Regions from separate parts of the Mus musculus genome. Here regions 1, 2, 4, 5 and 6 are each linked to region 3. A link is a contact called in public ChIA-PET, HiChIP or PLAC-seq and promoter capture Hi-C data. All regions are on one chromosome and are shown on one strand. The core of a region is the stretch at or near the end of the contact, and the rest is flanking DNA. Distances in the headings are between cores, read along the strand shown. Region 1 holds the start of Coasy (Coenzyme A synthase). Region 2 holds the start of Cntd1 (cyclin N-terminal domain containing 1). Region 3 holds the start of Ghdc (GH3 domain containing). Region 4 holds the start of Tubg1 (tubulin, gamma 1). Region 5 overlaps Acly (ATP citrate lyase). Region 6 holds the start of Ezh1 (enhancer of zeste 1 polycomb repressive complex 2 subunit).

Region 1 (4,307 bases), core at 515-3,014, 310 kb after region 3:
ACTAGGGCCAGGCTTGTGGTCCCCACCACTAACACATAATCATGTGTTCCCATGTATATGGGCAGGTGTGTGTGTGTGTGTGTGTGTGTGTGCATGTGTGGAGATCCACAGTTAAAGTCAGGAATCTTGAGTTGCTCCTTATTTGTTGACCCGGAGTCTCACTGGACTTGGAGCCTATGATTCCAGCTTGTCTAGTCTAACACCTTGGCCCCAGGATCCTAGGTCCCTGTCTGCCTAGTGCTGGCATTACAAGAGGACACGAAGGGAAGACCTGGGTTCTGGATATCTGAATGGGGTTCTCTGGGCTTTATCCATGTGCACCTGAATCCTTTCTCTTTTTCATCTGTATACCCTTCTGATCTCATGACCTCCTTAAAAGCTTCATTGATAGTTGTTTTTGTTGTTGTTTCTTTGTGTTTGTTTTTTTGAGACAAGGTTTCTCTGTAGCCCTGGCTGTCCTAGAACTGAAACTGTAGACCAGGCTGGCCTCAGATTCTGCCTGCCTCTGTCTCCCCAGTGCTGAGATCAAAGGTGTGGGTCACCAGTGCCTACACTTGCCGTCTTTTAACTGGTTCACTTTCCCTGGTCTGTGATTGTATTGATTTGTCAGGTCTTTGCTGTTTTCCTGAGCTACCCAACCTGAAAAAGTAACCCTTGCACTCCAGCCTGGGTCTTTCCATCTGATAAATCTTCTTTACTGTCTGATCACCACCAGATGTACTGTGGACTTATTATGTATTGACACCATCCCAACCCCTTCACGCATCTACTTCAGGGAACTTTGTTCTCTGTTCTCTCCTTTTTACCTAGAACAGTTCACTAAATAGACACTCATTGACTAAAAGCAACACTGTGTGGGCTACACGGTAAGATTCTGTTTCAAAACAAACAAACAAACAAATACAAAATGTAACTGTGCCAAATGTAAGACTAACACATGTTTTGATTCCCTTAAACGCCTCTCTAAAATCCAGTTTGAACTGTCTCCTGCAAGAATCTTGATTCCTTAACAAATTAGTTACTTTACAAGGCCAGATTTCTGGACCACAGCACAAGAGTCTCCTCTCCTCCTGTCTGGCTGCAGCACTCCCGCCCTTCCCAGTCCAGGGCCTTGCTAGATAATTCAGGCTGATCTCAAATTTGCAGCGATGGTTCTGGGATCGCACATCAGCGCTCGGCCCTTTACAGGAATCTAGAGGCTAGTTTGCTTCCTTTTTCCGCTATCTCCGTGGATTTGAGATATTTTCTGATGGGCGTCTGGCTTTCCCTTCACGTCCGCCACTACCAAATTTATTAACTCTCCAGTCCTCACTAACTTCTCCGCGAATCCGGACCTCTAGGTCTTCTTCCTTTTCCCCCACCCCGGGGCCAGATATCCCCGAAGCGCTAATGAACTATCCTTGCAAACCTAAGCACGGGGTTAGACGACGCGCAAAGAATTCTATAGAAGGCACCAGACTTCGCCTCTAGGTGTCCCAAAACACTCAGAAAACCAATTTCCTGTGTGTGAAATGGGGATGTGGGTAGAGATATCTAGTAGCATCGCTGGGAACATTGGCTCAGAACAAGCACAGCAAAGCGATCCGACTGTTCCCGATCCTGGCTTTGCCACCTCCTCCTGGCAAACTGGAAGAAGCAAACAACACTGGGAATCCGCGAAAAGGGCTTTGCAGCTCTCTCTGCTCGCTTCGTCTAAGTGGATTCGGTGCCAGGGTTTCGCTCAGCCCGGAAGCCTCTGCCCTCGGCCCCGCCCCGCCCCGCCCCGCCTCGCCCCGCCCCAGGAGTCTCTCGGCGATGCTTTGTTTGATTGCTCTGAGTTCCCGTAGCTCCACGCTTTGAGGCTGGTGGGTAGTGCTTCCGGGCTGCAGCCTAGGACGCCTCCACGGCGGTGTAAGTAGAAGCAGAATCCCAAGAACTCACTGAGTAGGGAAGCAGCCCGAGCCACAGCGTCCCCTCTAGTCCCTCGCCTCCGAGTCTTCGCAGATGGCCGGTTCAGCCTAACAAGAGGGGCTGGGATTCCTGAAGCCCCAGTCCCATGACTCAGGGGTTCCTGGCGGGTTCCCCCTGCCAGGATTCCGGTTTCTATCAGCGAACGCTCCCCTGCCCTGCTCCAGGTCCCTCTTGAGTCCGAGTTCCCCTACAGGCCTCGGCCTCAGCCTGCCTAGTCATTCTCGCTTCGTCTCCCTGACTGTCTGCAGGCCTGGAGAGCATGGCCGTGTTCCGCTCAGGCCTCCTGGTGCTGACAACGCCGCTGGCCACCCTGGCCGCACGCCTGCCTCCCATCCTGACCTCGGCGTCCCGCCTGGTGAATCACACCCTCTATGTGCACCTGCAGCCGGGCATGAACCTGGGGGGACCCGCTCAGCCTCAGGCCAGCCCTGTGCAGGCCACATTTGAGGTTCTGGATTTCATCACGCACCTCTACACTGGTGCCGACCTGCACAGGCACCTGGACGTCAGAATTCTACTGACCAATATCCAAACCAAGAGCACCTTTCTCCCTGTGCTGTCCTCAGTCCAGAATCTGGCCCACCCTCCAGAAGTGGTTCTGACGGACTTCCAGACCCTGGACGGGAGCCAGTACAACCCTGTTAAACAACAGCTAGAGCGTTATGCCACCAGTTGTTACAGCTGTTCTCCACAGCTGGCTTCTGTGTTGCTGTATCCGGATTATGGAACTGGAGAGCTGCCTTTGGAGCCCCCGAATGCCCTCTTACCCTCTACTATAAGGCCGGCTTCCCCGGTTGCCAGATCTCCAAGGCAGCCTGTGCGTGGCTACCACCGTGGGGCCGTGGGTGGCACTTTTGACCGCTTGCACAATGCCCACAAAGTGTTGCTCAGTGTTGCATGTGTACTGGCCCAGGAGCAGCTTGTGGTGGGAGTAGCTGACAAAGATCTGTTGAAGAGTGAGTGAAGGGACCCTGGACTAGGGCAATGGAAGGCAGCCTTCACATTTTCTTGTTCTTCCCCAATGCCAAGATCAAGGAAGGGTAGGGCCACTTCTCAACCTTCCAAAATGCCACAATGTCTGACACTCTGTTATTGCTAAGGGACGTTTGTTTGTTAAATGAATACATGTGGTATCTTTAGTCTGGGGTTCAGTCACTTTTTAACTGAAGTCAGAACTTCCCAAATGGGAACCAAGGACTCTGCACTTCATGGTTGTCCAAGTGATCGGCTCGGAGGTTTGAAACGCTGAAGATAAATGGATAGGAGATGATTGGGGGTGACCCAGTACTGCCATCAACAGTGAGGGGACTCTAAGAATATAGTAGTTCTTGGGGGTTCTCCACCAACTGATACCTATTGGTCCTGCTGCTCTGTAGGCATTTCTTAACTTGTTCTTGGAGTACACGTCAGCTCTCAAAGTGACTGATGCTTGTTTTCCCTTCTGTACCCCCAAACCTGTCCCTGTCTCACCCTTTCTTGCTGCCACTGCTTGGGAGGATTTCAGTGCTATGGGACACTCTTCCCCAAATGGGGAAAGATCTCACCGTTCCTCGCTCCTTCCTCAGGCAAGTTGCTCCCCGAGCTGCTCCAGCCGTATGCAGAGCGCGTGGAGCATCTGACTGAGTTCCTGGTGGACATCAAGCCCTCCCTGACCTTTGAACTCGTCCCCCTGCTGGATCCCTATGGGCCTGCTGGGTCCGACCCCACCTTGGAGTTCCTGGTGGTCAGCGAGGAGACCTACCGTGGGGGGATGGCTGTCAACCGCTTCCGCCTTGAGAATGTAACTCCCGAAGGAGCCTGGCAGAGGGGCTGGGAGGGGGAGGCCCGTGAGAAGTGCTGTGGTCCCAGAGCAGGGAAGGGAGGGTTCAGGGTGGAAGAACTTGTCTTGTCAAGTTCAGGAACTTGTCTGTGGAGGCGAGGGGTAGGTAGAGAGACTGGGGCTCCAGATGCCTTCTCCTAGCTCTTACTCCTTTCCTCCTCCTCCTCCTCCTCCCTTTACCTCAGGGCAAAGAAGAACTTGCTTTGTACCAGATACAACTGCTGAAGGACCAGAGTCACAATGAAAATGAGGAGGACAAGGTCAGCTCCTCCAGCTTTCGCCAGCGAATCCTGGGAAACCTGCTTCAGCCTCCAAATGTAAGCCTTCCTCCTCGCTGGTTGGGCGTGGTAAGATGCTGAAGGATAGAAACAGGCCCTCCACTGGAAGCTGGGCTTTTGAACTCCCTGGTCACTGAGGTTCCCTCTTACCTGTCTTTAGGAGAGGCCGGAGCTCCCGTCAGGTCTCTATGTGCTCGGGCTCACAGGCATCAGTGGCTCTGGGAAAAGCTCGGTAGCTCAGCGGCTGAAGAACTTGGGAG
Region 2 (4,358 bases), core at 314-2,813, 510 kb after region 3:
AGGTACCAGTAAATGTTAAAAGAATGAAGTTACTCCTTGCTCATCCTTCACCTACCAAGCTAGAGACAGGAAAAGGCCCGTGCCATTAAGAGTCTGTTCTTGAAGGCAGAGAACAGAAGAGTGACCTTCTTCTACCCCCTAAGACCTGGGTCAGTCTCAAACAGTCCAGTAATCTCTCCCTTAAATCAGGTGGAAAGATCTCACGGAAAAAGTAATTCTAGTTAAACATTTACAGCTCCCTGGGGCAATGCCACCGCTGCAGCTAGTGCCAGGGAGCTTTCCAGCGTGAAGTGCCATATGTCTCTCTGCCCCCACACACTAGCTTGGCTTCGGGAGACATGACTCATTTTATTACTTTAACTTGACCCTATCTTTCCCACTTTAAGGTTCCAACGCTGCAGTTAAGCCACACCCTCCCCCTTAAGAGTCGGGGCCCCTGGGAGGTGAAGGGGTAAACCACAAAGTTTGGGTAAAGGCAAGGTTGCATACCTCTCAAACAAGGAAATAAAAAGGGCTGAGTAACTGGACAAACTGCACGTGAAGTGAGCAATCCCCCCCTTGGCAGCGGCCAAATGCATAGTCTCTGGCTTCTTGGGCTCAATCACACAGTCCGACGTTAGTGTGCCAGTGATGCTGTAAGACCACCAGGCATCATTCAACATATACAGGGGATCCAGCAGTTTGAAGATGGTCCATACAGTTAGGGTCCCGAAGCTCGCTCTCTCTCAAGAGCACGGGCTCGGGCAGCTTTGGCTTCATCTTCCAGCTCATCAAGGAAACGCTCTTGGGCCACCGAGTAGAAGGTGTAACCATCTGACGGAGTGGGTTCAGGAAACCACAAAGCACATGGGCATTCCTTTCGTCTAGCCACCCTTGCTGTTTTCCCAAATTAATGATTTTGGATTGCCACCCTTTTGCTCCTTTTGAACCCTTAACCAATTGTTATTACTAAGCCAATACGCGCTGCGTATATATAGTAAGATTAGGCATGAACCTCATTTGCCCGCACATTAAAAGCTACACGTCTTGTTCCCTTTTCCCTAACCCCATATGCGGTATAGCCAGGACGGATACAAATAGCTAACACCAGGGCCCCGATGCCCAGGCCGGTCATGATGTTCCGGGTCCGCCGCTGTGGCAGTGTTTTCTGCCACTGGGCAAGTTGCACCTGCCGCATAAACTGCAACTGCGCTGGGGTCAATTTCTCCCGCGACGGGTCGATGCGCTGAGCGAATGGAGCATTTCCATTCTTAGCATTCAGAGGGTCACCAGCTCCAGGGGCCGCCATGTTGCTGCTCCGCCCTAAGCCGTCAAGCCCGGAACTCGCCAGGAATTGTAGTCTTTGACTTCAGCAAGGAACTCTGGGAGCTGTAGTCCACGTGGAGTTTTCTGGGTAGAGGCAGGGTCTCTCCGCCCTAGAGGAGGGACAGGAAAGGTGAAAAGCGCCCTGCTTTCTGATTGGCTGAGCTCTCTGTGTCAGTTGGGGCGCGAAAAGCTGTTGACCGTTCGAAGCCGTGGTGGACATTATGTTTTTTCTCAGATTCGAAGCGAGGGCAAACATATAGAAAGGGAAGGAAGAATCCAAGGTGTGGCAGAAGATTCTGGAAATAAGCTAAGGAGGCCAGTTTATGGATCCCGTAAACTGTCCAAGTACTCCGAAAGACTTATGAATATGGAAGGACCCTTGAGGCCCAGGCTGGTGAACTGTAGTGACTTTCAGTTCGGAGTGGTTACCACAGAGACTATCGAAAACGCCCTGCTTCACTTGGCCCAGCAGAACGAGCAAGCCGTGAAGGAGGCTGCGGGACGGACGGGCAGCTTCAGGGAGACCCGGATCGTGGGTGTGGATGCAGAGTGGGGAGTCAGGTTTACGGGAGGCAGGGGAGCGTTGATCTTTGTTTTTCACTCAAATATTTTGCTAGTACTCTTGTTGTGCGAGGTCGTGGGGCTTATAAGCGATGAACGAGGCTTACTAGCACTCTTTTTTTTATTTCTTAACCCCCACTTCCCTGCACCACTCCCCACGTGCCTTTTTTTATTTTTATTTTTAAAGACAAAGTCTCACTGTGGAGTCATGACCTGGAACACTCTCTGTAGCTTAGGCTGGCCTGGAATTGACAGATGTTCTGACTCCCAGATGCTGGGATTAAAAGCACACGGCATCATGGGGAGTCCCCCCCCTTTTAAAATTAATGTATGTCTGTATGAGGGTATCCAATCACCTGAAACTGAGGTTATAGACAGCTGTGAGCTGCCATATGGGTGCTGGGAATTGAACCCTGGTCCTCTAGAAGGGTAGCCAGTGCTTCTAACTGCTTGAGCCATCTCTCCACCACCAGCCCCCTTTACTCTTCTTTCCATAAACGTGTTTAGAGTGCTTATCATTTACATTGCCTGGTATAGAAAGAGGGAACTGCAATCTAGCCATTGCTCTCAAACTATGTAGTCTTTAGGTGGGAATTGTTAACATATGAGCAAGTGGATACAAATAACGGTTAGAGTGATTGACACAGAGAATACAAGCTACTATGAGAATTTAAAGGAGTGGTAAGATGAGGTCCAGGGATTGAATGATACCATGAATAAAACTTGGGAAAACAAGAGGGAGGCTGGGAGCGGAGGGTTTAGTTGTCCAGGTTGACCAGAGCATATGGAGAAGCAATAGAGAGTAAGGCCAGGAAAGTAGTTTGGAGACATTCCAAGCAGAGGTCTGAATGTCTGTCAGGGGAGAGAACTTTATACTTGTTTTAGCAGGAAAAAAGAAGAATTGAGAATTATAGGCAGTTGTGAGCCACCTGATGTGGGTGCTGGGAATTGAACCCAGGTTTTCTGGAAGACCTGCCAGTGCTCTTAACTGCTAAGCCATCTCTGCTGAGCGAAGCCACTGAAATGTAAATGAGGGGGCCAATGTGGCTGTCATTTTCCCCCTGGTAAAAATGATTTTGTATGTGGTCTAAAGGCTGGAGTTGAGTTGGGAGGTGAGCTAGGGGAGCCTGTGTGTAGTCAGAGTGATGACAGAGAGGAAGGCAAGAGTGGATTTAAAACAGCTCAGAGGCAAAATCTAAAAATCTGAGTTTTTCGTTTAAGAGATGAAGATGGGAAAGATGACTGTCAAAGGGCTGAGCCTCAGAGACTGGCAGCCTCGTGGTGCCATTTGGAGCAGCACTTACACACAGTGCAAGAATAAGGAAATGTGATGTTTGTTTGGGGGCAGTTGTTTTGATTTGGATCTACTAAGTTTAAGATCTGTGAAGAACACCCAGAAGAAGGTTAATAGCAGACTGTTTTAGAACTAGCAAGAAAGGCTTTTAAATCATTCCCATGATACGCCCAGGAGGAGGGAAGAGAAGCAGGTCATTGACAATTCCTTGGGAAACATTTAGTGCTCAGGGAACTGGAACGAGGAAGAGGCAGAGCTAAAGAGTCAATGCAATGAGCTGCAAATGGTGGCTCGGCAGTGACCCAGGACAGGACGGATGTCGGCAGGCAAACGCACTGCACTTGCTACTTTTACAGAGGACCCAGGTTTAGTTTCCAGCATCCACACAGGCAGGCTCACAACCACCTGTAACTCTACTTCCAGGGGACCCAACGTGCTCTTTGCAAGAATGTAGTGTATTCTCTCTCTCTCTCTCTCTCTCTCTCTCTCTCTCTCTCTCTCTGTCTGTCTCTCTCTCTCTGTCTCTCTCTCTCTCTCTCTCTCTCTCTCTCTCTCCTCCCCCCCCCCCCCACACACACACTAAGAGCCTGGAGAAAAAGCTCAGTACTTGAGAGTTTGTGCTGCTCTTCCAGGGGACCCAAGTTCACTTCCCTGCACCCACAGGAGGCAGTTCACAACTGCCTCTAACTCCAGCTCCAGGGGCTTCAACAGCTACCGAAAATTGCTACGAACGTGCACCCACCCCCTACCTCCACACTCACAAAATTTTAAAAAATATTTAAAAAAGTAAAATAATAAAACCCCACCACCAATGTTGGGGAGATAATTTTGAAGCCAGCAGGAGTGTTGTGGACAGACAGTGGTCTGCGGTTTCAGGTGCTTTCAGGGTATCCACAGGAGTGATACCTTGGAAGAGGCCCATGGTTGTTTGTTTGTTTGTTTGTTTTTTGTTTTTTTTTTAAAAAATCAGTCTGGAATAGTCTCTGGCTTTTGATGTAATTGTCTTAGCAAACTGGGAGCAGTGGAAGGCAAACTGTGGGAACGCCAGGGAGAGGGGTGAAGTAGTGGAAGGAGCAGGTGCGACAGCAAGTGTTAAATTCAGCAGTGATGAGGTGGATAGGGGAGCTGTGTCTCAGAGGCTGAAAGATCTTGTAAGCAGTAGTCCACTTTTGTACGCAGTGGAGCATGTAGTAGCAGA
Region 3 (4,599 bases), core at 1,644-4,143:
CACTGCCCCACTGCTTGGGCCAGGGCCACAGAGAATACAGTCTCATCAGTAACTTCTCCTCGAACATTCAGGGTTTGCCCCAGCCTGAGGAAGGAAGAAGGAGTGGGCCCAAGGCACAGGGACAGCCCCTCGTCATCCCCCCGGGGTCACCTACCTGCAGGTGAACCTGACCACAGGACACTGATTGTAGGTACCAACCACCTGGACCACGTCACCCAGGCGGCACCTAAGGAGCGGGTTGAGAGAAGAGTGAGCTTATGTCCCTTCCCAAGGCCGGGGTTCTCATCAGAGTAGACAAGAGCCAGTTAGTAGGAGAATCACCTGGTCAGGCTGGTGTGGTTCGTCAGCACCAACTCATACTCCTTCTCCCTTTGGGCATCAGTAAGGAGGAGAGTGGAGGCTGCCTCCTCTTGGGTTCCTTCCTTGATTGGAAGCAGCTCAATAAAGGGGACTCCAGGGGGCAGAAGATAGGATCCTTGGGGTCGCTCTGGCCACAGGTTTAGGGCCACCACTCCTATAGAGAGCAAAACAATCTTCTTGTCAACCTCATGGTGCATTCCGTTCTGCCAGGCAACAGCAGAAAGTAACGCCTCACTCGGGACAGCAGGCCCGGCTCCTCTAAGCACCTGGCCCTCCTGATTCAACCTCTCTGGAGACCACCCCCAGGGCCAGCCTGCTCTTTCCTGGTCTTGACTGAGCAGAAGCAGGCAGAGAGGCTGTGGTTCTGGCAGGGATCAGAGGTGGAAACAAATCCTGGTACCACCTGAGTCTGCCTGAGACACTTTGTCTCAGTGAACCTTAGTGTGCTCGGCTGTTAGTCAGAGCTAGTAACCCATACCATCCCAGGCACTGAGGAGGGTTGAAGAAGGTAAGTGTATGTGCCTCAATGCATGGTAGCTAGCTGTATGACATCTGCCCCCAGCCCCACCTGCATCCATCCAATCCCCCCCCGCATCAAGCTGACCTCCTGAGGCAGCATAAGCAGGAGAGAAGAAGGCTAGCCCTTGGCACCACAGGACCCTAAGGGCAGCCACAGCTTCTGCCTGTCCTCCTGAGTCCAGAGTCACCACCACCTGCAGCTTTGGCCAGAGCCGGCGGGCCAATCCTCGGGGTCCCTGCTCTAGGGCCTCCTTCAGCTCAGCGGCTCGTTTGGGGAGAAGCGTTCCCAGAATCCCAGCTGCTATGGCCTCAGCCAGTTCTTCACCATCAGCCTCCAAGCCCACAAAGACATCCAGGAGCTCCACTGCAGTCCTTGCCTCAAGTACCCTCAGCCCCGGGGATATCAATGCCTCCAGCAGCAGGGTCCGGGGGTCCTTGGCTCCATCGGGGCTTACCCGGCCCAGGGCGTGCCCAAGCCAGGGGACAGAGCAGGGCCATGGCGATGTAGGGGTCACACAGGCAGTACTTCCTGGAGCCAGCGCTTCTGGGTAGGCCTTGTTTAGGGTTATTAGACCCAGCAGGGTGGCCTGGAGGGAGACAGGAGGGCCTGTCATTCAGACCTTAGAACCAGACCCCAGCTACCATAGCGGGCCTTCTTTGTACCTCCTTTTGGGAGGGGTCTGCTGTTGTGAGGTGGAGGTACCTCTGTTTACCTGCAAAGAGGCGTCTCCATGGTACTGGGGGGAGGCAGGGGATGGGAGCGTCTCTTCACTTTCTTGCTCCTGAGTGTGGCTGGTTTGGGTCAGTGGAAGATGATTCCGGAAGGTTCTCATATCTGTAGACCCCCCCCCCAAAAAAAATCAGAAACTCCTCAGGAAGTGAGAAGACTGTGGAGAGCCTTGAGAAAGGAACCCAGAAAGGGCCTGGGAAATGAGGTGAAGGCTAGACCAGGGCCCAGCAAAGGAAAACCCATCCTAATAGGTGTCAGGTTGTAAGCCATGGTAGGGCTCTGCACCAGGCCACATCATATTGGTGGTAAATGAAGGGGCCCTTGAGTTCTAGAATCTGACTGCCTTGTGGGCTATTTTCTCTCCTTGGGTCACCTCCCCCAGGTGCCAGAAACACACCTGTGTCCTCCCTGGGGAGACAGCAGGAGCCCTGGGCTTTCTTCAGACACCACATGAGGGCCTGCTGCTGGCTCTGGCCCACATTCAACGTGCTCCGGTCTAGTCTCCACTGCTGCCAGGCGGCTGCCCAGCCCAGCATCCCCCAGGCCACTCGGTGTTGGAGACTGATCAGCCAGCATGGCCTGGCACCCCGAGACCTCTGCTGCCAGAGTATGGCCAGCAGGGGCACGAGGAGGAGCAGCAGCAGCAGCAGCCACAGCAGAAGCATCTCCAAGGAGCTCCTGGGAGAGGAATGGAATGGAATGGGGTGTGAGGGGGATAACCATGTCTTCCCACACACTCCGCCGCATACAGAAAACAGAGGAAGGAGACGACGGTGGTAGGAAGCCAGGGCCCTGTTAGGCAGGCAATATGGAAGAGAGACCCTCAAGAATCTGGCACCCTGGCCGGGCGTGGTGGCGCACGCCTTTAATCCCAGCACTCGGGAGGCAGAGGCAGGTGGATTTCTGAGTTCGAGGCCAGCCTGGTCTACAGAGTGAGTTCCAGGACAGCCAGGGCTACACAGAGAAACCCTGTCTCGAAAAACCAAAAAGAATCTGGCATCCTACTAACTGGCATCCTTGCTTCTCGAGCTAGAAGAACAGCTCTGACAGCTCCTCCCTCCTTCGTAAGAGGAGAGGGCTGGGCGTGACATTTTTACCCACTCCCAAGTGACTTTGCTTTCTCTCAGGATCTTCCCTGCCCTGGTCCCGTTTCCCAGTAGAGCCCTGGGTATATATATACACCTGTCACAGCCTATTTCTGCTTACTTTCAGCACCCCGGGACCCCTCAGGGTCCCTCAGTGTGTCTGGTCGCAGTCCTGAAAGTTGAAGTGATGACTTTAAAAGGCAGGGCTTGGGCAGGAAATCCGGCCTGACTGGGAGGACCCGGGGGTGGGGCGGAATGTTCTTAAAGGAACAAGTTACCTAAAAGGTAACTTGTTGAGTTGCTGGCTCAGGTTGGCAGATGGAGGGAGTTAAGGCCAGGGTGGCAAGATCGTCGAGAAAGACAGGGAGGTGTGTGTGGAAAGAGTGCTTGCTTTCCATTCAGGAGCAGATTCAGACTCAAGTAAAAACCACAGCTGCCGAGGTGTGGTCGTGCAGACTAGTTGTTGCAGCCCTAGGGTATGTGCCAGCAAGAGGTCAAGGTCAGCCGGGCAGTGGTGGTGCACACCTTTGATCCCAGCACTCAGGAGGCAGAGGCAGGTGGATTTCTGAGTTCGTGGCCAGCCTGGTCTACAGAGTGAGTTCCAGGACAGCCAGGGCTACACAGAGAAACCCTGTCTCGAAAAACCAAAAAAAGAAAGAGAAGGAGAGAGAGAGAGAGAAAGAAAGAGAAAGGTCCTGTTCCATCTCCACACCCCCCACCCAAAAGAGGACAAGGTCACCCACAGCTACAGCTACATAACAAGTTCAAGGCCAGTCTGAGCTACACGTCTTTTCTTTCTTTCTTTCTTTCTTTCTTTCTTTCTTTCTTTCTTTCTTTCTTTCTTTCTTTCTCTCTCTTTCTTTCTCTCTCTCTCTCTCTCTCTTTCTTTCTTTCTTTCTTTCTTTCTTTCTTTTTGGAAAGGGATGTTTGCCTCCCTCCTCACCTTTTGAAAATTTATTTATTTTATATGAGTACACTGGAGCTGTCTTCAAACACCCCAGAAGAGTGCATCAGATCTCATTACAGATGGTTGTGAACCACCATGTGGTTTCTGGGATTTGAACTCAGGACCTCTGAAGAGCAGTCAGTGCTCTTAACCACTGAGCCATCTCTCCAGCCCCATATCTTAAAAAAACACCACCACCACCACCAACAAAAAAAAAAAACCACAAAACCAAATAAACAAACCAAAAACCCATTCTACATAATGCATCTGCAATCCCTGCATTTGGGAGAGGCTGGGGAAGAGGAATGGCTCCACTAAGTCAGCGGCCAGTGTGGGCTACATAGCAGGTGCTGCCTTACAGGGTAAATAATAGCTTGTGAATAAGACCTTGTGGTGCATACTTTTAATCTCCACGTTCAGAGGCAGAGGTAGAAGGAGCTCTATGAGTTCAAGGCCAACCTGATCTACACAGTAAGTTCCAGGACAGCCAGGGCTATATAGAGAGTCCCTGCCTCAAATAAAATAAATAAAAGAATAACAAAACATCAACAAACAAATATCCAAAGTTGTCCCCAGTCTGTAAATCTCCACAAAATTAGTTAAAGAAAATGACTTCCACCTAGGTGGCCTTAAACCTGAATGCAGTGTGTGCCATAGGCAATCTGCTAAGAAACCTCCAAGACAGACATACATACAGACAGACAGACTGCAACCCACCCCCTTCTACAGACAAGCTGACACAGTCAGTTATACTATGGCAGGTCCTTAAGTAGGATGGCTTACAGCAGTTTGTCATATATGGGTCAATCAAATTTTCCTGGTAATTGGTGTGTCTGAATTTACTGACTTTATCTCAGAAAAGCAAAACCAAATACACAAATTAATTAAAAAACCAAAACCTACTTGAAATATTTATTTTGTTTTTAAACATTTTTTTATTGGTTCTTTGTGATTTCACA
Region 4 (4,564 bases), core at 1,936-4,435, 350 kb after region 3:
CTTCTCAGATCACTTTTAGTTTTGTTTAGGAAGAAAAACCATTATCCATTCTCACAGACCCCTCCAAGTAAAGAAGAGTTAACACTGGTGAGATTGGTGACTGTGAAACAGTTCCCAAGAGGTAACAGGGCATCAGCTGCGAGTTACGCTCATGTCCCCAAAGGCCACCTGGAATCACAGGGACAAGGAGCTCCAGTCTATAGCCCCCTGTGAGCTCTGTGCTGTTCATCAAGTTAGGGCCAGCGGGGCTTTACCCTCGTGCTCCCCCATCTCCTATCAGTCCAATCGAAGTTCCTGGAACCTGTCCTTTTCTGGTCCTGCCATGATGCCCTCCTGCCGACTTTCATGGTCTCCCTGTGGGTCACTCATCTGCAGATGGGGTGAGATTAATGAAAAAGTCGGCTTTTAGAGGGAAGCCATTATTATTCTAAAGACAGCAACAGAGCAGGGGCTAGAAGCGATGTGGGTTACAAGATTTTGGACAGGGTCACCCTGATTTCTCTGGTACCTGGGAGGGGACACCCTGGAAATACATGGTGGCACCCTACCACATGGAATTCTTTTATGAACCTCCTGTGTTTAGAAAGTAAGAGGGCATAGTCACAGGTACAGGGAAAACTACACCAGAGAAGGAATGTACATCACTAAACACACTATGTGCCCTGAATTTGGAGGACTTGGGAAAAAAAAAATTCTTTCAGAGAGAGAGAGAGAGAGAGAGAGAGAGAGAGACAGAGGGGGGGGGAGTGTGTGTGTGTGTGTAAGTCAGGTGACAGCTTACAGAAGCTGGATCAGGGCATCAGGTTTGGAGGTAGGCTCTACTACGCTAAGGTGGACTCCAGCACTCAGGTGACAACTTTGTAGTATCAAGCTAATCTTCTGACTCATCAAAAGCACCTCAGCTTTTGATAACGTCATTATTCCTAATAAATAATATAAGAAGTACTTCAGATTTGTTGTTTCTGACCTAACTTAGTGATACTTCTTCAATTCGTTGAAAATCTAGTCATTCTTTACTCTACTAAGTGAAATGACAACACTCACAAAGACACTACTGAGGAGTGAACTGTGTTTAGCCCTCAAAGAAATTCATTCTCCCAAAACAATTCTATAAGTGCCAATGTCTGACTACTTTAACCCGCTTGGACTTTAATACTATCTGTACCCCTCCCAAGGTATGAGTCCCCTCTATAAATGACAAGCTCAATTGTTTTTTAAGTCTTAGGCCACACTCACTTTGGTGGATCTCTCCCCCACCTCCTGCATTGTGGCTACACAGCAGGCATACTACCCGGAAATGCCAGAGATAGGGATCAGTCACAACTTAGCACAAGAGGGGTTCTGAGAAAGATTCTAAACGCAGACTTAGCCTAAGTAAACACTATGGTACAGCATGGTGGCCAGTGTCAATAGCCCCAATCCTCGGGAGCTGGGAGCAGGAAGGTCAGAAGTTCAAGGCCTGCTCTGTGGAGAGGATATTTGGAGCCAAAAAAGAATACACTGTTGAGGACCAGCAAATCTGTTGCAGCTTTGAAATGTGTTCCAGAGCTAGAGAGATGGTTCGGTGGCTAAGAGCACATACTGCTCTCCCAGAGAAGTTCAGTTCCCAGCAACCCCCACCTATCTCCAGCTCCAGGGGGATCTGATGCTTCTAGCCTCTACAAGTACCCACAACTCCTCACGACCACCCCATCTCAGGACCACACCCCTATACACATACACACACACAGGCTTATTCAAAGAGTCTCATCTCTTCTGGTTGTAGAAGCCTCAGTGATATGTCAGTTCCCTTGGAATTTGATCAGTACTATGGTTATTAATAAACCCAAACCATGGTTGGTAGACTCGATGAAGCCCAAACTCCTCCTAGGTGCTCTCATTTTTTCCAGAGAATGAAACACACACTTTAATATAAAGCCACTTGTCCAGTGAAAGAGAACTCAACGGCTCTCAGACAGCCTCAAACTCCTTGAACCACAGCTAAGGTCTAATTTTTGGGGGGAAGCGTTGCAATCCTAAGTGGCTCTGAAACAGATGAAAGATCACCACTGTTTTTTAATTTTTTCCTTCTTAATACATCTACTTTTCTTTCAAGCTGAAACTCCACACAAACTTCACCAACTTGACTGGGTGAGACGGTATCTAACATGCTAATAATCCATGATAACCGGCTCAAGCTTGTTTTCCTCCTCACACCCAGGGATACCCTTCTGCCTCTCCTCCCATCATCGTTAAGTTAAAACCTCTCGGAACCACCACCCTGGGGCAAGCAAGAGAAACGGAGGAAATGGTCTCGAAGTGAAATCACTTTCTCTCGCTAACAAGAGGCACCCCGGCTTACTGCGAGCGACACGGGATGGTACCAGATTCTCTGGCGAGTCGTGGGGGCAAGTGGAGAAGACCAGGAAGGCCCTGCGAGCACCCGGGGTGCCAAAGCCTGGAGGCAGGCGGGATGCTGGGGAAAGTGAAGCATTATCAGGCAAGTATCAGAAGCAGCCAGGGCGACGAAAGAAGGCAGGACAGGGCAGGTGAGAGATCGACACCCCCCCCCCCAGAACAACCTGAGGAATTCCCGCCTAGTAGGGTCAGTGAGGGTCCGGGTGTCTCACCAGAACGCCGCGTTCAGCCCCAGGCACCACAGGGCGCTCCTGGCCGGCCGCTCCCACACCAGGGCTGCCTGCACCCGGCTCAGCAGAGGCTCGTAAGGGCCCAGCACCTCCACCAGGGTCCGCTGCGCCGCCTCAACCTGCTGGTCGCGCTCCCAGGAGCCGGACATAGCTCGGCGGCCCCTGAAAGCCAACCCCGAAGCTGGACCCGGGGCCGCGGCCACCCCTTCAGCCTCCTCCATCTCCCCTTCAGCAGCCACAACATCCGGGGCCACGGCCCGGGAGTCACAATAACACCGACTGCGCAGAAGCACGATTTGGCTGCGGCCGGGCGGAGAAGGGGCGGGGCGGGGCAAGTGCCGGAACGCCCACGCGCGCATGCGCAGACGCTCCGGTGCGCATTCATCAGACGGAAGAGAACACTGCGTCGAAATGCGTTCCCGGCGCTGAGCGCGATTCGGAGCCGCGCACGCGCAACTCGCACGACTGAAGCCCGATGAAGGAGGAAATTTCATCTGCAGAACCCAGCTCCCATTGGAGCGGAGAACGATTAGGGGTGGAGCGCATTGTCTGGCGCCTGCGTCTTGCCGGCGAGCGCGCTAGCGGTCGGCGGTGTTGCTGGCGGGAGAGACTGCAACGCCGATGTCTGAGGAGCGATGCCGAGAGAAATCATCACCCTACAGTTGGGCCAGTGCGGCAATCAGAGTGAGCGAACCTCCCAGACCCTCTGCCTCCCAGGTTCCTTAGGTGCAAGAGGCCCTCGCAATAAGGTCATAGCTTCGGTCTGTCTGCAGAATCCTAGTTCTCCCCCACAAAGGCGATTCCCAACCCTGTGCCCAACTGCCTAAAGCCAATGGACCTTCCCCTGTCCAGTCATTGGCCTAGACACTAGGGAGTCCCAAGGCTAATCTAGATCCCTAGACCCAGGCGTTCAAATCCCCCACTGGCTATTTGGAACCTACCCAGACTCACGTATCTTTTTTCTTCACCTTCCGCCTCCCTCTCTTAGTTGGGTTCGAGTTCTGGAAACAGCTATGTGCCGAGCATGGCATCAGTCCCGAGGGCATCGTAGAAGAGTTCGCCACGGAGGGCACTGACCGAAAGGACGTCTTTTTCTACCAGGTGCTCCCCCAAGTGACTTGACCAGGACCCTGGCGGGACTGGCAGCGCGATCTGGTGCTGGGAAACTCTGAGTGGATGGATGGGAACAGAGTGGCTATCTTGAGGGAGAGCCTGCAGGAGCCAGAGTTGGGAGGCTTCAGGACTTGACCCATCCTGGCTTCCCTCTGACAGGCAGATGATGAGCACTACATCCCCCGGGCTGTGCTGCTGGACCTGGAGCCCCGGGTGATCCATTCCATCCTAAACTCCTCCTATGCTAAGCTCTACAACCCAGAGAACATCTACCTGTCGGAGCATGGCGGAGGAGCTGGCAACAACTGGGCCAGCGGATTCTCCCAGGTCATTTGCTGTTCCCCTGAAGGGCTCTCAACTCTGTGGGTGGGCACAGGCCCTGTGGTTTTTCTACAGATGAAACTAGGTCAGAGATGTTCGAGTGCTGAGTAAGATAGCCATGGCTCCAGGAGCTAACTGGAACGCTAAGGACGCAGTCTAGCTAGTGCTTTGTTGCAGGCCATTTAAATACTTTCTGTGTTATCTTTGTAAACCTCTGACTAACCCTAGAAGTAAGTACCATGGGTTTATGATATTTTATCTACTTCTTCAGACTCAAAACAAAACTCTGAAATCAAAGATATTTCAAACTTCACTTAGCAAAACCAATGCGCAATGGAGAAGGAAGGCTATGTTGATGTATCTCGTTACCTTATTGTCAGCACTCAGGCCTCTCACTGTAGAAATGTCTGATAACACACCTCCAAGCTCCACGGCTGTATCAGTACTGTTTATTTGGCAGGTTCTAGGAATGTGCTAAACATCACATACTAGACAAACTTAGA
Region 5 (4,585 bases), core at 2,050-4,549, 270 kb before region 3:
ATCCCCACTGCAAGAAAACAGTGCAAGAGTAAGAACACCCCTAACCCACCAGCTCTGGGGAGGGGAAACTGAACGGAGGAACTTCTTCAAGAACAGCAAGATTCCCTAAAAGTTCCTATCTGAGGGCAAGGGGTCCCCAGGAACGTGGACTGTCCCAATCCCTGGGATGGGTAGATCCCTCCCATGCAAAGATGGGAGGCTGACTCTCAAGCTTCATCTAAAGGTGAGAATCCCACTTAGCCACTTCCAGACTCCCTGCCTTGGGGTGACTCACGTGAAAGGGTAGACCATGGCAGCCACTGAGGGCTCGTCTCGGGAACACACGTAGTCAAAGTCCAGCATGCCCTGCACAGCCCGGGTCTGCATGCCCCACACGATGGCCTTGGTATGTCGGCTGAAGAGGGTGGCACTCTTTCCTAGTGGGCAAAGACACAGCAAGTGCACCCAGAACACACACCTTAGGAAGATCCACGGGGCTCCCTTCCTGAACCCCTAGGCTACACGTCCAGTTTGGAAGTTCTTCAGAGCAGCAAACGAAGGGTTAAGATAATAAATCCTGAGAGACTTGCCTCAGTTTTTCTAGAAGGAAGCAGCAGACGGAATGACAACTGTCTAACGAGACCCGCGTGGCCAGAGAATAGTCCCACGGTGAACAGAGAAGGAGTCCTCAGACAGAAAAGGGCCCACGGCGGAAGATGCCTGAGAGTTCTCACAGGGCAAGCTAAGTGTCCCAGCTACGCTACAGATTCAGGAGTCCTCCATAACGTACTCCGTGGTCTGCATACTCAATAAGGTATTTGTCATTCTTTTGTTTCAAATTTGTCATTAATTAATTAATTTCTCTTACATGTATAGGTGTTTTGTCTCTTAGGTATGTCTGTAAATCACGTTTGCCTGGTGCCCACGGAAGCCAGAGAGGGCGTCGAATCCCCTGAAACTGGAGCTAACAGCTGGTTGTGCACAGTCATGTGGGTTCTGGGAATTAGACTCAGGTCCTCTAGAAAACCAGCCAGTGCTCTTAAGCGGAGCCATCTCTCCGGTCTCTTGTTTGTCTTTTTGAGACAGAGACTCACTATGTAGCTCTGGCTGACAAGCACCATGCTGTACAGACCAGGTTGACAGCAACATCACAGAGATGTGCCTGCCTCTGCCGCCCAAGTGCTGGGAAAAAAGGCATACGTCACCACACGCAACAATTTTTTAATTTTTATTTATTTTTAATGCGTGTATAAGTGTTCTGGCTACATGTATGTTTATTGTGTACTCCTTGTGCAATGCCTGTGGAGACCAGAAAATGGAATCGGATCCTCCAGAACTAGTTATGAGCAGATGTGAGCCATCTGCCACATCAGTGCTGGGAACTAACCAAGTCCTCTGCAAGATCTGTAAGTGCCGTTAACCTCTGAGCCTTACTTCGAGCCCCAGCTGCTGGTTTTTAAGCAGGATTTCATGTAACTGGGGCTGGCCTTGAACTCACCATGTAGCTAAGGACAACCTTAGACTCCTGATCTTGCCTCTCCTTCCTAACTGTTGGTACTGCAGGCTCATAACACACCACCAGCTCTTCTCCCTTTACTTTCAGTTTTTATGTAACCCAGACTGCCTGGAACTCACTATACCTTAATCTGTGACAATCTCTCAGTCTCAGCTTTTTGCCTGCTGGAATTGGAGGTATGAGTCACCATGCCTGGCTCAATTTTTAAAAATTATTAATTATTATTAATGTTTTTTTAAAACAGGATTTTCTTGTGCAGCTCTGACCTGGAATTCACTCTTGTAGACTAAGCTGGCCTTGAACTCAGAGATCTGCCTCTGCTTCCCAAATGCTGGGATTAAAGGCTCATGCCACCACCTCCACCCTTAATAAATTATTTTTAGAGGCACAAGAAAAAAAGTTTACCCCTTCCTGTTTTGCTGAGGACTTTATAGTCCCAACAGTATTAATCAGCCTGTAAACTAGAGAGAAACCCAGCAACAATCAGCATTTAAATACACACAAATTCTAGGTCAGTAGGGGTCCTGTACAGAGGCTTGAGGCAGCCAGGGCTGAGGCTAGCCCAGCCTTATCTCAACACAAGCCAGCACAGGGCCACAGGGCCCTCACCCGAATCCCTAGACCCATTCTCCCACCCTCCTTATCTCCCAAGTGTCTCTTGGCTGCTCAGAACAATCCTCTTGAGACAGGCTTTCTAATAGCAGGGAAGACTTTAATGAACCGAGCAGGCTGGGCATGGTGGTTCACATTTTTAATCCCAGAACCGGGGAGACAGAAGTAGGCAGTGGTCTACAGAGTGCAAAACCCTCATTGAATAACAGGGAAAAGGCTATGATGGTACAAAGAGGCTACAGGAATGCAGCCACTAGCCAGAAGGGAAAGGTCCCTCGATTGTCTTCCCCTTTCAACTCCCCGAATGACCTAGGGAAGGAAACCAGCCATTGGGGGACATTCTGTGCTCCCCTAGGGAGAGCAATGCATCTCACCCAGAGGCCTCTGATATTAACCTACTGTACTACGGCACGCTTGGCTAGCCAAGATCAAGGTCTGAATAAATCCTCCTGCAGGCCAGCAGTAAGCCTCTTACTGCAAGAGTCAGAAGGCTCTTGATTCGTGAACACCTAGATTTACTGTCATCCCGGGGTTCCTATAAGACGTGGAACCTTAGAGTAAGAGCTGCCACATAATCCAGTCTCATCCTTTCTAGCCCAGGAAATTGAAACAGATATCCACATAGATGGTGGTCCTGGGTCACCTTGGAGAGCCAGGATTACAGACTTGACAAAAACACAGTCGTGTGATAAAGGAGGCCATAAAGTAGTGAGGCTCTGACATTCCCAGGGGAGCCCCCACTGAGTCCAAGTGCCATGCTACATAGAAACCCATCTTCAGAGATAAGGACGATGCCCACCCACACCTCCTGCTTTAAAGTCAGAGTTCAAGTGCTTACCTCCTTAAGCAGAGAGAAAGCAAAGCCAAGAGGGCCACTGGCATCAGTAGCAGGAAGCCCCTCCCCTCCCTCCAACCTTAATGGCCCTACTAAGAGTGGAGGGCACTCTCCATGACCTGGTCTCCTTCCTGTCCTCTCTCTTCTCTAGCTTAAGGACCAAATGAAGGTGCCTGCCTCCGCCCGCTTCCCCTAGGGGAGGAGGGCTCCCTGGAGACTGAGTCTGTCTGTTGCTGCTCTATCAGCACAAAGGCCTCGCCTTCCAGGAAACCGTGATCGCGCTGGAGGCAGACAATGAAAGGATTAAGAGCTAGCAGAGGGGCTGGAGAGATGGCTCAGGGATAAGAGCTGGTTGTGCTCCTGCAGGGGACCTGGCTTCCCTTCCTAGCAGCCATGTCAGGTGGCTTACTTACTAAAGATACAACTGCCTGGAGCTCCAGCACCAAGGGATCCAACACCCTCTTCTGCTCTCCCAAGGCACCTGCGCTCACATCCATCACTCCTCACCCCACCCCAGCTAAGATACACTCAAGTCCACATACTTAAAAGTAAGCCTTAGGGGCTGGCGAGATGGCTTAGTGGGTAAGAGCACTGACTGCTCTTCCGAAGGTCCTGAGTTCAAATCCCAGCAACCACACGGTGGCCCACAACCATCTGTAGCGAGACCTGACGCAACTTCTGATGCATCTGAAGTCAGCTACAGTGTACTTATGTATAATAATAAATAAGTCTTTAGGCTGGAGTCAGAGGAGTTACTAGAGCAAGCAGGACTGACTGGAGTGAGCAGGGTGGACCAGAGCAAGCAGAGGTCCTAATATTCAATTTCCAACAACCACATGAAGGTTCACAGTGTATTCATATACATAAAATAAATAATTAAAAAAAAAGTAAGCCTTAGAAACAAAAACTGATAGTCAGAGGGGGCCACTGTCTTTGTTTAGATATTTCTACCTTCTCTAGGGATCAGTCATCGATGAAGACTCTCTTGCCCTTACAACTGTGAATGTCAGATACACTAGGCAGAGCTCAGTGGGATAGTGGTTTGCTCAGCATGCAAGGAGGCTCTGAGTTTGGTTCCCAGTATTGGAAAAAAATCAAGTCATAAGAAAGTCCTGATACAGGTAACTGAGTAATCTACCTGATCTACCTGCTTGGTCAATGGGCAAATGTGTGTGTGAGATGTGTGTGTACCTGCACTGGAAATGTCCACTGTCAACTGTGACCTCTGACACCAAAGACCACACCCCTTCAGGTCCTGAAAAAGACAGATACTAGCTGACCTTCCTACTTTCTCTCTTCCCACCTTTCTCTGCTCTTCTATCAAACCTGGGAGAACCCTACACTGCTCTGGAGTCAGGAGCGGTGGGGCGCACACGGCTGGCGGTACTCAAGTTGCTGAAGTCGCGGCACGGAAGCAAAGCGATGAGGAGATGCAGATGAGAGTCAGGGTGGAGGTGCGGTCCCTTCCCTACAGCAGCCAGCAGTCAGATCAGAGGTATCAACTGCTCTCTGCCGCTCCCCTTTCAGCTGATGGCACCCTCTTCCCCAGGACCATCCCTGCTGACACCCCTGAGTCCCAGAGCTGTGGGCTGGCTCTCGCTCCTTCTGTCTCCACCTCCCGCCAAGGAAAGGAGCCAGAGACA
Region 6 (4,776 bases), core at 1,617-4,116, 460 kb after region 3:
CAGAGTTCAGAAGCTGGTATCAGTCAGATCCCCTAGAGCTGGGGTTATGGGCCATGTGGGTCCTGGGACCCAAGTCAGCATCCTCTACAAAAGTAACAGGATACTCTTCAACAGCTGAGCCATCTCCTCAGCCTATTGTTGTTTCATCCTCAATTCATAATAGGAATGGGAAGGAGGGTTAAACTATGGACATAAGATATATAAAATGGAGGCTAAAGAGATGGCTCAGTAGTTAAGAGCACTGACTGCTCTTGCAGAGGTTCTGAGTTCAATTCCCAGCAACCATAGCGTGGATCACATCATCTGTAATGGGATCCGATGCCCTCTTCTGGTGTCTGAAGACAGCTACAGTGTGCTCATATACATAAAATAAATACATCTTTAAAAATATATATCTAAATTGAGTCACTAGTTTCAATTTCATCAACACTTGTACAGAATGAGTTCTAGGACAGCCAGGGCTCAAAACAAACAACAAAATGCCAGTATCTCAGATCCTCCATCAACCTCACCTCAAGGATGCTAGGTCGTCATGGATAACCTTGAACTACTGAACCACCTACCTCTATCTCCTTAGTACCAGAATTACAGACATGGACCACCATGCCTGGTTTGCTGTGAACCACAATCTTAACTAAAGAACTCTAATTAACATAAATATTTCCTAGTGTTCAATAGAACCAGGCCATCCCCACTGCAGACAAGAGTAACAAAAATCAAAACGGATTTGGTTTTCTCCGGGGATGCTTTTTTTTTTTTTTTAAATTTCCAGGACCAGTGGAAGAGAGCTGCCTTGAAGATATACAACCACATTAGCCTGCTATAGGCAGGGCCCTGCCCTAGCTGATTATGAACTACATCAGCATAAAGTTTTGTTGGGGACCATCCATTATCATTCAATAAAAACCAGACTCTTCGGTTAGACATGAGTCAGAACATCCACAGAAGGCTTTAGAAGGGTGTGTGCGCCACATCCCCTCAGATGTTTCCTTTTTACAGATGGTTCTTCCAGGTTTACATACTTTTGTGGTTGTTTTGACACAGAGTTTCATTTAGACCAGGCTGACCTTGAAAAGGCTGGCCTTGAACTCCTAAGCCTCCTAATTCCATTAACGGAGTTCTGGGATTCTAAGGCTGCAACATCACAACTAGCATCCTGTTTATGTGATTAAGGTCTTCTCTCCTAACATGCATTCACTCCTATGTGAGCTGGTTATCTCCCTTCAGAGCCACAACTGGGTTTCCAAGGCTGAAAACAGGTTTCTCAAAAATCAAAAGACTGGGGCAGCGGTCAAACCTTCTCAGGCTGGAAAGACATCCAATGTCCTTTCCTCGTCTTAAAATCTTTGGGTGGAGGGTGAGTCATACCTTTTAATCCCAAGAGGTAGAGGCCTGAGGATCCTGTGAGTTCAAGGCCTGCCTGGTGTACAGGGAGAGTTCAAAGATAGCCAGGTGCTATGCAGAGACCAAAATCAACAAAAATATTCATTGGGCTGAAGATTTCTTATTCTGAGATATCATGTAGCAAATGTACCCCAAAAGTCTCTACATTTTCAATGTCCTCCCTGTACATATCCAATTCTTTGTGATCCTTGGCTCTGTTTCCCAAGGCATAGGTTCCATACTTTGGCTAATCAGTTTACCCACACCTCCAACACTAACCTCCATCTAATCTATTTCCATTCTCTTCCTTGTGCCCCACCACCTACATCATCTCAGTGGTCACTTTGACCAAAGTAAGCTCGTCCCACATGGTGAAAAGCCTGCTCAGCGGTTAAGAACACTTGTTGCTCTTGCAAACAACAAGGACTGGCTCAGTTCCCTGCTCCCACATGGTGGTATGTAAGCATCCTTAACTCTAGTACCAAGGGATTCGATGTCCCTGGAACCATCCATACATAGAGTGCACACACATTAAAAACAAACAAACAAACAACAACAACAACAACAAAAACCCAAACAACTAAATCTTAACAATTCTCGCCAGGCGTGGTGGTGCACTCCTTTAATCCCAGCACTGGGAGTCAGAGGCAGGCGGATTTCTGAGTTCGAGGCCAGCCTGGTCTACAGAGTGAGTTCCAGGACAGTCAGGCTACACAGAGAAACCCTGTCTCGAAACACGCCCCCAAAAAAAATTCTCTTAAAGCTTTGTCTCACATCTACTTCCTGACAAGTTATGTCCCAAATATAGCACCTTCCCTTTTACTTCGGGATGCGTTCATTTACATATCGTTTCTGGGAATTCTGGGGACGGGAGAGACAGTCACAGTTTGAAGACAAATCCTCACTCAAACCCGGAACTAAAGTGAGGCGAGTTAGACCAGCGACAAGGTCCGGGAGCAAAATGTTGAGGAGGTGCCGCGCGACCCCGGGAATCTCGACCCTGACACTTGGGCGTCTTAAGAACCTCTCACACTTGGCGGGCATCTCGGCCTGGCCACCCCTTCCTCAACATCACTCAAAGCCTCTGCGAGCCCGAGCCACCCGGGCCTCTGGCCCTCCCGCTTACAAGAGTCAGGGTCCCCTGGCAGACGCCAAGGCCCACCCACGTTGGCACGGGCCACCAGCCGGGTCCGCCCCCGCCGCGCCCCCTCCGCCACGCGGCCCCCCGCAGCTCGCACGCGCTGTCGCCCCGGGTCCCACCACACTCGGGACGACAGGCTTCGCGCTACCCCGGGTCAGGCAATGGTGTGGCCCTCAGTTTCCTCATTTCTTCGCCTCCCCAGCCCTGAGGTTCAAGCGTCACGCCAAGCCCAGGCCCGGCCCCACCGCCCAGCCCCGTCTTGTTTACTCACTCACCCTCCATCCTGAGACGCAGCCACCCGCCACTAGGACGCCTGCGCGCTACGGCCACGCCCCTGCGCCGCGGCCACGCCCCGCGCCTCCCCTCCGTGCGCGTGCGCACTCTGAGGGTGGATCACCTGGGCTGCGGTCTTCGCAGGTGTGTGTTTTCGCTAAGGTGATGTAGCTCTAGTCCGACACTTTCCTAGGTGGCGCTGTCAGAGAAAAGTCATCCTGGAGCCACAGATCTCTTCTTGAAGACTTTATTCAGCAGCGCACCATTGCCAACCGTGTTTAGACAACTTACAAGTCAAATTTTGGAAGACAGCCTGCCTCTGCCTCCCAAGTGCTGGGATCAAAGGTGTGCGCCACCACGCCCGGCTTGAGAATATTGTTTTAATATTTATTTATTTATTTATTATATGTAAGTACACTGTAGCTGTCTTCAGACACCCCAGAAGAGGGCATCAGATATCATTACGGATGGTTGTGAGCCATCATGTGGTTGCTGGGATTTGAACTCACGACCTTCAGAAAAGCAGTCGGCGCTCTTAACCGCTGAGCCATCTCTCCAGCCCTCGAGAATATTTTTTAAACCTCTCCACAAGATACTTAATATTACAAAAAGGGAATAGTAACTATAGAGGCAAGAAATATCCATCATCAGAAACGAACAGGTTCTTTTTTTCAAAATATTTTATTATTTATTTATTTGCGTATGTGTGTTTTAATACATGCTATGGTGGTTTTTGGTTTTGGTTTTTTGTTTTTTTGGGGGGGGTGGTTTTTCGTTTTCGTTTTGTTTTTGTTTTTTTCGAGACAGGGTTTCTCTGTGTAGCACTGGCTGTCCTGGAACTCATTTTGTAGACCAGGCTGGCCTCAAACTCGGAAATCTGCCTGCCTCTGCCTCCCAAGTGCTGGGATTAAAGGCATGCACCACCACTCCCCGGACTTTTAGTTATTTTTTAACGATGCATTTGTTTGTTTTAGTGTGTGTGTGTGTGTGTGTGTGTGTGTGTGTGTGTGTGCCTGGGTGTATGTATCTGTACCATGTGTTTGTGGGCATACTTGGAGGCCAAAAGAGGCCATCAGATCCCCTGGGACTGGAGTTGCTAACCGTAGTGAGGTACCATGTAGGTGCTGAAGATCAAATCTTGGTCCTTTTTAAAGTCGCCTTTGTTCTTATCCACTGTACCATCTCTCCAGCCTCCACTATTCTTTTCCTTTTATCAAAAACTTTGGAGGTAGGTATAGTGGTGGCACACATCTTTAATCCCAGCACTTTGGAGGCAGAGGCAGAGGCAGGTGTCTGCAGAAAAGGGACTGAGGTGCATATTTTACATATCAAAGTGGACCTGGCCTCCAAGTTCTCCCAGCAACCCTTCAGTTCCTACCTGGCATACCCTGCCCCCAACCCTGAACTTTCCAGCCCAGGGGCTGGGCTGCTGTTTCTCCAGAGAGGTTCTTCCCTGTATAATCCAGACATTTCTCATGCTGGCGCTATCCGGCTCTGCTCGCGCGCTCAATCTCTCTCTCTCTCTCTCTCTCTCTCTCTCTCTCTCTCTCTCTCCTCCCTCCCTTTCTCTTTTCCTTTCTCTCTTTCCCTCTTCCTCCCTAGCCCCACTTCCCCATGGCAACTCCCCTAGCCACAATCCTTGAGGGCAGAGAGCAGCTTCCTAACAAAACTGCCTTTAATTAATATAATCTGGCTTGAATTGGCTCATTTCACCGGCAGCAGAGAAATAACCTATCAATAGGTAGGTAGATTTTTATGAGTTCGAGGCCAGCCTGGTCTACAGTTAGTTCCAGGACAGCCAGAGCTACATAATGAAACTCTGTCTCAATAAATGAATACAGAAAGGAAGGAGGGATGGGAGGAAGGGAGGGAGGGAAGGACAGAAGAAAGAAAAGAAAAAGAGAGAGAGGAAAACCAACCTTTGGGTTTCTAGGCCAATGAGCTGGCTCAAAGTAAAGGTGCTTTCTGTGCAAGCCTGG

The links. ChIA-PET counts read pairs in DNA pulled down with a chosen protein or histone mark. HiChIP or PLAC-seq counts read pairs in DNA pulled down with a chosen protein or histone mark. Capture Hi-C pulls out chosen DNA fragments and counts their contacts.
Region 1: an H3K27ac HiChIP or PLAC-seq map of microglia shows a contact between it and region 3, with 6 times the contacts expected there. The contact joins the promoter of Coasy here to the promoter of Ghdc in region 3. A contact is called at or near these places in 16 of 39 promoter capture datasets (the 3T3-L1 cell line, the C10 cell line, cranial neural crest and 9 more), 7 of 484 Hi-C or Micro-C datasets (CD4 T cells, CD8 T cells, embryonic stem cells and 4 more), 14 of 115 datasets of contacts at active chromatin or transcription factors (the 230-238 cell line, bone marrow-derived macrophages, embryonic forebrain and 9 more) and 5 of 9 other capture datasets (adipose tissue, embryonic stem cells, liver and 2 more).
Region 2: a contact with region 3 is called in a promoter capture Hi-C map of liver, with 4 times the contacts expected there. The contact joins the promoter of Cntd1 here to the promoter of Ghdc in region 3. A contact is called at or near these places in 1 of 39 promoter capture datasets (liver) and 1 of 9 other capture datasets (liver).
Region 4: a contact with region 3 is called in a promoter capture Hi-C map of adipose tissue. The contact joins the promoter of Tubg1 here to the promoter of Ghdc in region 3. A contact is called at or near these places in 3 of 39 promoter capture datasets (embryonic stem cells, liver and pre-B cells), 1 of 15 datasets of contacts at CTCF or cohesin (the NIH/3T3 cell line), 1 of 484 Hi-C or Micro-C datasets (B cells), 1 of 115 datasets of contacts at active chromatin or transcription factors (pancreatic cancer cells) and 1 of 9 other capture datasets (adipose tissue).
Region 5: a contact with region 3 is called in an H3K27ac HiChIP or PLAC-seq map of embryonic stem cells, with 6 read pairs. The contact joins the enhancer-like site here to the promoter of Ghdc in region 3. A contact is called at or near these places in 5 of 39 promoter capture datasets (hippocampal neurons, liver, neutrophils and 1 more), 1 of 115 datasets of contacts at active chromatin or transcription factors (embryonic stem cells) and 1 of 9 other capture datasets (liver).
Region 6: a contact with region 3 is called in an RNA polymerase II ChIA-PET map of memory CD8 T cells, with 6 read pairs. The contact joins the promoter of Ezh1 here to the promoter of Ghdc in region 3. A contact is called at or near these places in 2 of 39 promoter capture datasets (both in liver) and 2 of 115 datasets of contacts at active chromatin or transcription factors (embryonic stem cells and memory CD8 T cells).

What each region holds. Positions count from the first base shown.
Region 1 is chr11:101,080,801-101,085,107 of GRCm38.p6, forward strand. It overlaps Coasy (Coenzyme A synthase), which reads left to right and starts at 1,765. Exons shown (of 10, transcript NM_001305982.1): 1 at 1,765-1,890; 2 at 2,199-2,906; 3 at 3,516-3,730; 4 at 3,955-4,086; 5 at 4,208-4,307. The coding sequence starts at 2,210. It also overlaps a transcript of Hsd17b1 not described here.
Region 2 is chr11:101,277,640-101,281,997 of GRCm38.p6, forward strand. It overlaps Cntd1 (cyclin N-terminal domain containing 1), which reads left to right and starts at 1,564. Exons shown (of 7, transcript NM_026562.2): 1 at 1,564-1,841. The coding sequence starts at 1,667. It overlaps Coa3 (cytochrome C oxidase assembly factor 3), which reads right to left and starts at 1,309. Exons shown (of 2, transcript NM_026618.2): 1 at 1,075-1,309; 2 at 331-813. The coding sequence starts at 1,288. The coding sequence ends at 701.
Region 3 is chr11:100,768,064-100,772,662 of GRCm38.p6, forward strand. It overlaps Ghdc (GH3 domain containing), which reads right to left and starts at 2,894. Exons shown (of 9, transcript NM_031871.1): 1 at 2,816-2,894; 2 at 2,007-2,287; 3 at 1,593-1,714; 4 at 965-1,466; 5 at 322-514; 6 at 155-226; 7 at 1-84. The coding sequence starts at 2,274.
Region 4 is chr11:101,116,932-101,121,495 of GRCm38.p6, forward strand. It overlaps Tubg1 (tubulin, gamma 1), which reads left to right and starts at 3,186. Exons shown (of 11, transcript NM_134024.3): 1 at 3,186-3,311; 2 at 3,616-3,728; 3 at 3,900-4,067. The coding sequence starts at 3,263. It overlaps Retreg3 (reticulophagy regulator family member 3), which reads right to left and starts at 2,910. Exons shown (of 9, transcript NM_026501.3): 1 at 2,610-2,910. The coding sequence starts at 2,848.
Region 5 is chr11:100,498,347-100,502,931 of GRCm38.p6, forward strand. It overlaps Acly (ATP citrate lyase), which reads right to left. Exons shown (of 28, transcript NM_134037.3): 14 at 275-416; 15 at 1-7. Among named protein-coding and RNA genes, the nearest start is that of Mir7116, 22 kb to the left of the region's middle. Within about 2 kb of position 3,300, at least 33 of the 459 cell types and tissues checked have an H3K27ac peak or open chromatin away from gene starts, as enhancers often do. A contact at or near this core is called in embryonic stem cells, where this site is marked.
Region 6 is chr11:101,223,597-101,228,372 of GRCm38.p6, forward strand. Ezh1 (enhancer of zeste 1 polycomb repressive complex 2 subunit) reads right to left here and starts at 2,867. Exons shown (of 21, transcript NM_007970.3): 1 at 2,800-2,867.